Linked DNA regions of Mus musculus: region 2 is linked to region 1. A link is a contact called in public HiChIP or PLAC-seq data. All regions are on one chromosome and are shown on one strand. The core of a region is the stretch at or near the end of the contact, and the rest is flanking DNA. Distances in the headings are between cores, read along the strand shown.

Evidence for each region. HiChIP or PLAC-seq counts read pairs in DNA pulled down with a chosen protein or histone mark.
Region 2: an H3K27ac HiChIP or PLAC-seq map of the NIH/3T3 cell line shows a contact between it and region 1, with 4 times the contacts expected there. The contact joins two enhancer-like sites. A contact is called at or near these places in 1 of 484 Hi-C or Micro-C datasets (nephron progenitors) and 1 of 115 datasets of contacts at active chromatin or transcription factors (the NIH/3T3 cell line).

The regions. Positions count from the first base shown.
Region 1 is chr13:42,888,748-42,893,508 of GRCm38.p6, forward strand. The region is part of intron 3 of Phactr1 (phosphatase and actin regulator 1); the gene reads left to right. Among named protein-coding and RNA genes, the nearest start is that of Gm52053, 120 kb to the right of the region's middle. Within about 2 kb of position 1,489, at least 32 of the 459 cell types and tissues checked have an H3K27ac peak or open chromatin away from gene starts, as enhancers often do. A contact at or near this core is called in the NIH/3T3 cell line, where this site is marked.
Region 2 is chr13:43,148,397-43,153,262 of GRCm38.p6, forward strand. Tbc1d7 (TBC1 domain family, member 7) reads right to left here. Exons shown (of 8, transcript NM_001252639.1): 7 at 4,674-4,803; 8 at 3,344-3,584. The coding sequence ends at 3,498. Among named protein-coding and RNA genes, the nearest start is that of Tbc1d7, 21 kb to the right of the region's middle. Within about 2 kb of position 1,470, at least 39 of the 459 cell types and tissues checked have an H3K27ac peak or open chromatin away from gene starts, as enhancers often do. A contact at or near this core is called in the NIH/3T3 cell line, where this site is marked.

The DNA of each region.
Region 1 (4,761 bases), core at 239-2,738:
TCATTGGATCCCTTGGAACTGGAGTTACTGAAAATTGTGAGCTGCCATTTGAGTGCTGGGATCCATACTTTAAAAAAAAAAAATTCTTGCAAGAGCAGCCAGTGCTCGTAATTGCTGAGCCATCTTTCCAGTGCCCAGTATCATTTTTTTTTTTGATACTTGAAGAATTCAAGCAGCCTCCCATGTTCTCCCCTTGGATTCATTTTCTTTATGATTATAATCACTGAACATGACTGAACCCACTAAGTCCCTGTGAAGACTGCCAAACGTTGTATGTAAGATGTAGATCTGCCAGCAAGACTTGCTTTTAGGAGTTCACAGTGCACATATGATTAACAGAGGGCTCTGAAAGGCCCATATCTCTATTATGGAGCTGGTAATGCAGCCTCGGTGGTCAGTTATCTGCATAACCCTGCCACACATTCATATCTTGAAGGGATGCCTAACCTGGCTGTACCTACCTACATTCATTGCTTGATTGTGTTGTTTCCAACTGATGGGATAGCAAATCATTTAGAAATACACTCCTTTTCTACTTTTATACATGGTGGGGGAATTAAATGCAGTGAGCTTTCCTAGAACTCGAGCATACACATACACACGAGAAATTTTGCACTGTATTGTGGGAAATCTGTAAATAGTAGTATTCTCCAAAAACTAAACTAGATATTAAAGACCCCTCTCATTGAATTGTCAAACATTTGCTACATAACACAGCATCTTTGTATCAATGTTCATAAGACCTCTTCTGGTTCAGGCAGTGGCTATCAGCATGGGTCTTTTCTGGTCACATGGACATGATGTCACTGTCACAATTAGGACTTATTAGCCACTAGCAGAGAGAGTCCCTGTGACAATATATAGGCATGTCTACTGATTGTAAAGCAGTAAATGTAAAGCGTAATTGGAACATCCTGGTCAAATGAAGGAGAGCTATTCTGTGTCATCACAGAGGGCCGATCATATTAGTCATCACAGCAGCCTAATTTATTGCTTAACCATGTGAAAGTGCTGATTATTCTAGGAGCTGATGGAAAATACAATTGTAAGTTGAATGTGCATGTGACAAGTAACAGATGTTAAAAGCTTCACTCTTTGGCCCGTTTCACCCCTCTTGATCTTACATGTCCATCCTCTTTGTAGTCTCAAGTTGACCAGGATGGGAGAAGGATTCATTATCTCTCACCTGTCACCTTCCCAGACACAGCCCTCCAGGCAGCAGGGACCAGGGTGTCAGACAGTGACCGTTCAGGCAACTCTATGCTCCTTAAAATGGGATGTGCTTAGCACTGGGTGACCTCATAGTTTTACATATCCTGTTCTCCGCGTCTAGAATGTCTCTTTGCCTCTTCTCCCATCTCTGCCCGTCTGAGTCTAGGTGACCTTGCCAACATTGTGTGCCGATTCTCAGAGCAGATATGTCTTCTCCTTCCTGCATAACTGTCCGCTGTGTGCTGCCTTCCTTACCCTCGTCATTCTTTGCATTTCTGCTATTCTAGCTTTCGTAATCCTGCACATTCCTTGAGGGAACAAGAGCCTTCCATGGTCCTTGGCAGCAACGTAGCACAGTGACTTGCACTTAACTTGGAAGAGTCCAGTGAACATTAGATTGGATGAGTGAAGGGTTAAAACTGCAGAGAGTTTAGGCTTACCAAAATAACAAACAAATGACTGTGAATGTAGCAGGGGAGGAGAGAGTGGGGCAGTTTAAGGGAAAAAAAAGCAAGCATATCTATGAAAACTACTTGAGGCTGTTTGTTTTAAATGTAATTGCCTATAAAGCCTGTGTTGCTGACACTCAGCCCATCAGTCTTATAGAAATTCTTTTTAGCCTGCCCAAAGACATTGATGCAGACCAAAGACAAAGGCAACTCAGAGAAAGATGGTCTTTTTCTATGTTCCCTGAAACCTTTCCACGGTCCAATCTTCATTTTTCTGAACTCCCCACACATGGTGGAATATGCCTACACAATTACTTTAAAATTAAACTCCTGCATCAGTATTCACGGCTCCACCTACTCCCCCCTGAGCCACACACAGGTTATGCAGATGTCTTGGGATGTACTTCCATTTAGCTTGACATAAACCTGGCCTGCTTCCCCCAAGTTTACTGGCAGGGATTCTCAACAAACAGGATTACAGTTCTGAAACCCTCAGCCATACAATCTGCAACCGACAACTCAGCCCCGAGACACTGGGATTCACCTGTCTTTCCTGTGTAACAGCTGCATCTCCACAGCTGGTGTTCAGCCTAGGCTTTGGACGAAGAGTGATGTGACTGGTCTTGGAATTATCTAGAACCTTATGGCCTTTTTTTTTTTTTCAGATCAGAATACAATAGTATAAGATATTACTGGAAGGGAAAAGGAGAACTCTGAGAGGTTGATGAAGAGAAAAACAAAACAAAACCATTTCCCATCTCTGCCTTTCTTGCAGAGCAATGTGTATGGTCTAGCTAAATGATTACTCTGTGCTTCTGGGGAATCAAATCTTAAAACTGAGAAACAGAGTGGCTCTCCCTCCTCCCCTGTGTTATATGTGAGCTATCTGAGGAATCCTTCCACTGGAAGGTATTTCTACAATGGTTGGGATGAAATATTATTCTTTAATATAGGTTCTTCTCTTTACATAGTGTGTCAAGGCCAGGGATTCTCCCACCCCCACCCCCTGGATGAAGGGTGAGTTTTCTTTGGGAATCTAACATTGTGGCCACTCTACTGCCCAGTGTTCATTTTCCGTCCTCAGTCAGACCACGTGTATCAGTGAACCAACTTGAGTATAAGCCTATGGGCAGTCTGTAGTGGATAGCTTAGTGATATGCCACCTTATTATCTTTTTTTTTGAGGGGGGGGGTTGGTTTTTTGGTTTTTTGAGACAGGGTTTCTCTGTGTAGCCCTAATTGTCCTGGAACTCACTTTGTAAACCAGGCTGGCCTCGAACTCAGAAATCTGCCTGCCTCTGCCTCCCGAGTGCTGGGATTAAAGGCGTGTGCCACCATGCCTGGCTTTCACCTTATTATCTTAACTCACATATAATGTTATATGTTTCAACTTCCTATTCCTATCGTTTAGATCAGGTCGAAACAGGTTGGAAAATGACCTGAATCCCATCACATCCTTTATATTCCCAGAATCCACACCAGCTTTCTTATGGAGGTCTGGCTTCCCCCAGCTTGATGCCCTGCATCTGGTTGGTCTCCTCTCTCTTTCCCAGTCCAGCAAGCCTCTTTTCCTAAGGATGCTGGGGAAGTGATTTCTTGCCAGAACCTGAACTGAATTAAGTTGTGAGCTCACATTTCATCTAAATCCCAGGCTCTGACTTGCCCATCCGTCAGGAATAACCTAAAGTGACTACTTTCAGGTGATGGGCATCTCCTTCCAGCTCTGCAAGGTACCATGATCCCCGAATGATCCCTGCGCTTGGAACTGCCCAGGTTCCAGTGCCCAAAGCAGCTTCCTTCAGCCACTGTTTAAATCCGTGCTTGCAACCTCCCCTGATGGTTTCTCTACTGTCTGCCCCTTTATTTACCTATTTACCATCCCTCAAGCTTTCTTAGCAGACTTGCTCTTAAGAGTCAGTTCTCTTACAGCAAGAGGCTAGAAAGGAAAATAGCAGAAGAGATTCCAGCTAGTATCAGTTGTAGAGACTGAGTTCTTACCTTACAAGTGGGACCATTTCTGATTCTCAAAACCAAAAACCTAAAACCAAAAAACCAAAAAACAAACAAATAAACCTCTTCTTCCCTGGCTACAATTAGTGCAATGTACATTCATGACAGCTATGCAATGTAAATGGGGAAGGGGGTGTTTAAGTTTCTTCTCTCTTCCTTAAGATCAAAACCCCTGAAGATATGAAGAGCAGTATACGGGCTTTATGTATAAGGAAAGTGTTATGTTAAGCCTCCTCAGGCAGACTGTAGCAAAGCTGTTCCCAAGGTTTCATTAGGTCCGTTTATTTCGTTTGTGTGATCCCCATAAAAGACTACAGACAAATAACTTCAAATTAATTCAGTGCTTACTGCAAGGAACTGTGGGTAATCTCCGAAAATGCAGAACGAAAGCTGGCCTGTTCGAAAACTCCTAAGCACACAGAGAAGAAAATTATGTCACCAACTTATTATAGTTTTAGCACCCTTAATCCAAAAAAATGTGAAAATTGGCATACTTTAAAATCAGAAATAAAAAATTTGAACATTGGCACAATGTCAAAAGTGAAAAATTCTAAATCATGAAACTGTTTCATGTACAAAAGTATAAAAATGTGTAAAACCACCTTCAGGATTTTATATATACATATATAATGTGATCATATAAACATACATGAACCTTATGTGTGGCCCTGGAAAATCTCATATTTAATATTTTCAAAGTTGAAATATTCCAAAGTCCATAAAATAAAGAGAAATCCAAAATATGAAATAGTCCTGGTGCCATGCATTGTAAACGGAGGTGCTCTCTTCATGAGACATGAGAAGTTCCGCATTTTTCTAACTCAGAGCAGGTGTGCATTCAGCCTCGGCTTTGGGAGGGGGTATGAAAAAGTTGGAAATGTGGAGATGGTGGGTGAGAGACAGTAAGAACATTAAAAAATAAAACCAAACTCATGGAGAAAGCATGTTAGGTGAAGCAATGCTTCATCCAAGACAGAATAACTGAAATCTTTCTGTCAAACATAAGGACGTCTTGGGGGTACCTGGATGACAGAGGTTCCGGTTAAGGTAGCTTCTAGGTGTCGAAGGAAGGATTTGAACTTGGCCGTGTT
Region 2 (4,866 bases), core at 220-2,719, 260 kb after region 1:
CTGGGGGGGGGGGGGGGGGTGTTTGCTTTTCTTTGGAGTTTTACTTTTGTTATGAGACAGGGTCTCACATAGCCCAGGTTGGCCCTGAGCTCGTCATCCTCACTTCCAGAGAGCTGGGAGTATAGCTGGAACCCACCACATCTTGCTGTGACTGAGTGTTCCCAGAGACCACATGTGATGGCACACCAACATGTATGCGATAGGACGTGGATAAAGATCCAAGTGTGAGGCTGGGGGAAGGAAAGCTGAGTGGTGGGCTTGGAGCACAGAACCAGGGAGAGCCGCAGCGCCCTGCTCCCTTATCCAAAGGCTATCCTGACACCTCTCCCCCTGATACCTTGCATCTCAGAGTCACGTATCTACCTTGTGTGCCAGCTCGGGAGGTGAAAGGTGCTCTCAGCTAGAAGGAAACAGATGCTTACTGCTTATGTTCTGTTAGCAATCAGCTCCCAGTGGGTAGGCCCCGGGGCCTCTCCAGCAACCCAGCCCTCCATTCAGTGCTGACTCATAAGTAGGAGTGCACTCACATCTAAGTCAGGAGGAAGGGAAACTAAGGAGCCAGACACCAAATGGCCGGGGCACCAGAGAGGCAGGGGCAGCATTTAGAAGCAGGTCAGTCAAAGTCTCTGCTCCATACTGCCTCCCTCAAAAGTTCCAACTGTCATGAGGGCAAAGCCACACATATTCCAACACACAGGCAGACCCCCCATATACACCAGGCATACTTACACACAACAAATATACAACTACCATACATTCCACATATACATATACCCAACACACATACACATGCCACACACTGACCCTCTATATAATCTACATGTACACCTACCTATTCACACACTCTTACCTCATAGATACCAGCCCCCTTTGACATATATACTCACAAATACACATTCCACATACACACCTATCCCCCACACCACATATATACCAGTCCCCTTCTACATATACCACATATATGTGGATATATACATATGTATATGGTATATATACCCACAAACACCACATATATATTAGCCCCTTCCACTTATATACACGCCCACACATCCCTTTTCCTTTGTGTCTCTAGTCCCAGAAGGTTTTGAGCTTCTGTCATTGGTGCTTAAAGACTCTAGAAGAGACAGACCAGAACTAAGTTTACCATGGTAAGTCCCAGCTTTACAAAGCAGAAGACTCCACATTACAACTCCAGCCCTGGCCGTGACTAGCACCCTGGGCTTTATGTAGCCAACACTTCCCTACATCCTGACAATGTTCTGCAGAAACAGAACACAGGCACTTTTATTAGAGGTGTTGGGGCGGGGGAGGGAGGCAGAAGCTAAATGCTGAGCTCTCTCCAGATAGTTCTGCCATGAACTAGTGGGTCCCTGTGTGCTGGAGTTCTCATAGAGTTCTCAAAGAGCCCTTGGCTGCTTAGTTTCTAATAAGAAAAATATGCATGCTGTCACTCTGAGTCACTTTGTGGACAGGTTTCATCAGACTGGGTTTGACAGTGCGCACATGCAAGGTGTTGTCTGGGCCCAGGGCAGTACAGCAGGAGTCCACCACAACAGACCTTCTGACCTTGGGAGAACAGCAAGGAGAGCAACTGCAGCCTCCGAGTCTGCAGCCCTCAGCTTGCAGGCCTCCTGTCTGGTCCCCTGTGCACACTCAAGGCAGCCCACCTCCCCAGCATCCAGGGCAGGGTTGCTAGTTCTTTTGTATCTCCTGGGATTGGCGATCACAAACACCAGTGGATTTCAACACATCGATTTCACTAAAGATGTTCAAATAATACATCCACGGTAAGGCAAAGGAACCCGTGTTGGGGAGGTAGCTCAGTCCATACAACTTTTACTCTGCAAGCCTGAGGACCCGAGCTTCACCCGCAGCACCCAGAGAAAAAGCAGAACACAGGTGGCGTGTGCTGTGATCTCCAAGCTGGTGAAGCAGAGACAGAAGGATCCCTGAGGCTCGCAATCCACCTAGCCTAGCTAACCTAACAGGCAAGTCCCAGGTCTCAAAGACCCTGTCTCACAGAACAAGGTGGATGGCCTTCCTCAGAAACACCAGAGGTGGACTTTGGCCTCTACACATGTACCCAAGTACACTCATCTCTGCACACGTGGACACGCACACACAGAGAAGGAACACACGTTCTTTATCGTGTCTCTGTGAGCTTCACATATTCTCTGTGATCACTAGGACAGATCCCGCTGAGATAGCTTCCTTTGCATGCGTGCTTTCCCTATGTCCTCAAAGTTCTTCAGATTACTGGAGTAGTTACTAAATAAATGGTTGGCAGAGAATCACTTTTTAAAATATTAACTGCAGGTGGCAATTTGTTTTAAGAGGGTTTTCCTCTGAATGGAGTTCCTAGTTCATTTTTAAAGACATCCTTTGTCTGGTACCCTGCAGACTGACCAGCTGGGCTCAGTAGCTCCGTTTCTTCTCTGCTCCTTGTGGCCAGCTACTTCACACATTGAGGAGGGGCTGGGTTCTCAGAAGCATAACTCCACTTCAGCATCTCCCCGCACTGTGCACAGGGAGATGGCACGAAAATGTCTGACTTACTCTCCACATTCTTTCAGGACTGTGAGCTGAGGAAGCCGGAAACAAGGGCCCCATTTCAGTCTCAAAGTCATCAAATGCTTCATGAAGGGTGACCATTGTGTGACAGAACATGGCCCGAGGATCATCAGCTATTAACCCTAACCTCCACCCCTCCCCATCCTGTGGTAGCACAGGGCTGTGGAAAGTGCACCTGACAGTTAGTGATTTGTTAGAAAACACCAAGAGACCCACAAAGACCAAGCAAGTGCTCACCCCTTCTAGATGGTAAATTTTGAGGGTTTTTTTTTTTTAAATAAAATCCCAGCACTCAGGAGGCTGAGGCAGGAGGACCGCTAGGAGTTCAAGGCCAGCTACATAAAGAGTTCCAGAAAGTGAGGTATGGAATGAGGCCTTGTCCCAAGAAAGAAAAGACAAGGATTCATTCCGGCTGGCACAAAGGGAGGGAACACACAAGGGAATGCAGGGACTGCTTACACGCCAGGTTAGCCAGACAGAGCATGAGATGGCAGTCAGCTCACACTTGTACACATTCTAGGGCAACAGAAGACAAAAGCCAAATCAGAGAGGCCAGGGAAAGAAAGCTGCTCTTCTTCCAGAACCAGTCCTTCCTAACTAATGTTGGTGCTCAGAGGGAGGCAGGGCTCCGCTCTTACCATTCACAAGAGTGCCCTGGCTGCACCTAAGCTAAGCTGCCTAAGACCAGGAGCAGTTCCCTAAGTGCCCTGTCCCAGAGTTGCATGTGGGTGTCACCAAGAGATGCAGCTTCACATCATGGCCACGCCAGGCATTTTGATTAAATTATTTTACTGATTGGGGGAAGGGGTGGTAGTTACATTTTGAGCACCACAGTGAGACTATTGTTTCTAACCAGTTGGTAGAGCAGGTGATGTGAACGAAGTGCTCAGGGAGGGCCTGCAGACTGCCCATGTAGTCACGAGCTGTCAGGCCGAATGCACTGGGGTCCCACAGTGTTTGTGCCACAAGTCGATGGCCTTGCTCACGATGGCATCTGAGCTGTCCTGAGGAATCTGTGGAGAACAAAGGAGTCCAAGTGAAATCTCTGTGCTTGCTACGGCAGGGTCTTCCCTCCTCTTCTGTAGCAGACCTGTTTCCATGGGAGCGGTCTCTGGTTTTGGAGGGCGAGAGCAGATGCGGAATGCTCTAACGCTCCTGGGGACACTGAGAAGCTCTGGTGCCAGGCAGTCTTCATTACCACTCACCACTTAGCTCGGGACAAGTACTTGGCTGCCTACGGTCCAGCAGTGACATCTAATCAGGGGAACAGCATCCCCAATTCACAGAGCTATTCACAAGATGACAGAAGACAGCCCTTGCTTGGCACACGCCTGGCACTGTGGGCCACTGATGAGTATATGAATGGTGATTCACTTAAAACGAGCACATACACACTCGCTTAGCTCTGACTATTGACCAGGCAGCACTTCACGTGTTAACACGGCCTAATTACAAAGGGCGTGGGTGGGGTTCTGAGTCTGCTCCAGGATGTGCTCTACGCAGGCACAGCCTCTTTACAGTTTACCCAGGAGAGAATGCTCTAAGAGGGAGGAGCTGATGCACTGGGTCCTCCTTCAGCAAGCACTAACATGATCCTTAGGCACATTAACCGACCCGGCTGGGAGTCCGCCAGAGAAGTTAAGGCAAGAAAAGCCTGAAGAACCCCCAGTAGCGCTATTCCCGCTATTCCCGCTATTCCCGCTGCTTCTGGTCCCTGCTTCTCTCACTGGGAATTTGTTCCACTCCCAGGAGGCACGCGTGAGCAATGGGCTTGCATGCAGACCAAGATCCCCAAAAGAGAAGAGGGGGACTATTTCTCCTTGCCAGGAGTGGGACACTTGACTATAATAATCCTAGCGCTCAGGAGGCTGAGGCAGGAGGATTACCAAAAACTGGATGCCAGTATTGGGAGGGTATAGAGAGTTCCAGGCCAACACGAGTTACAGCACAGGTCACCAATTCAAACCACCACCACCAAAATCCTTTAGCAGAGTAAAGTAAAGTATATTATTTCTATGAAATAATAAAACACAGTAAGAAAGCCCGGTCTGCCAGGGTGCCTTCATTTCTAGATTGCAAACCCGAGGAGACAAAGCACTCACATTTTCCAGGAACTTCGTTATCTTCTCTGCACTGTTCAATGCCATGACCTTTATTTTAAAGGTTAATAGTATTTCTACCGCTACAAAAACTAGGATCTTACAGGATCCACTTACGACTTTATCCCAGACCCTAAAAAACAGAGAGATTACCAAATTAGAGAACCGCAAAACTGATGTTACCCAGACATCTCGG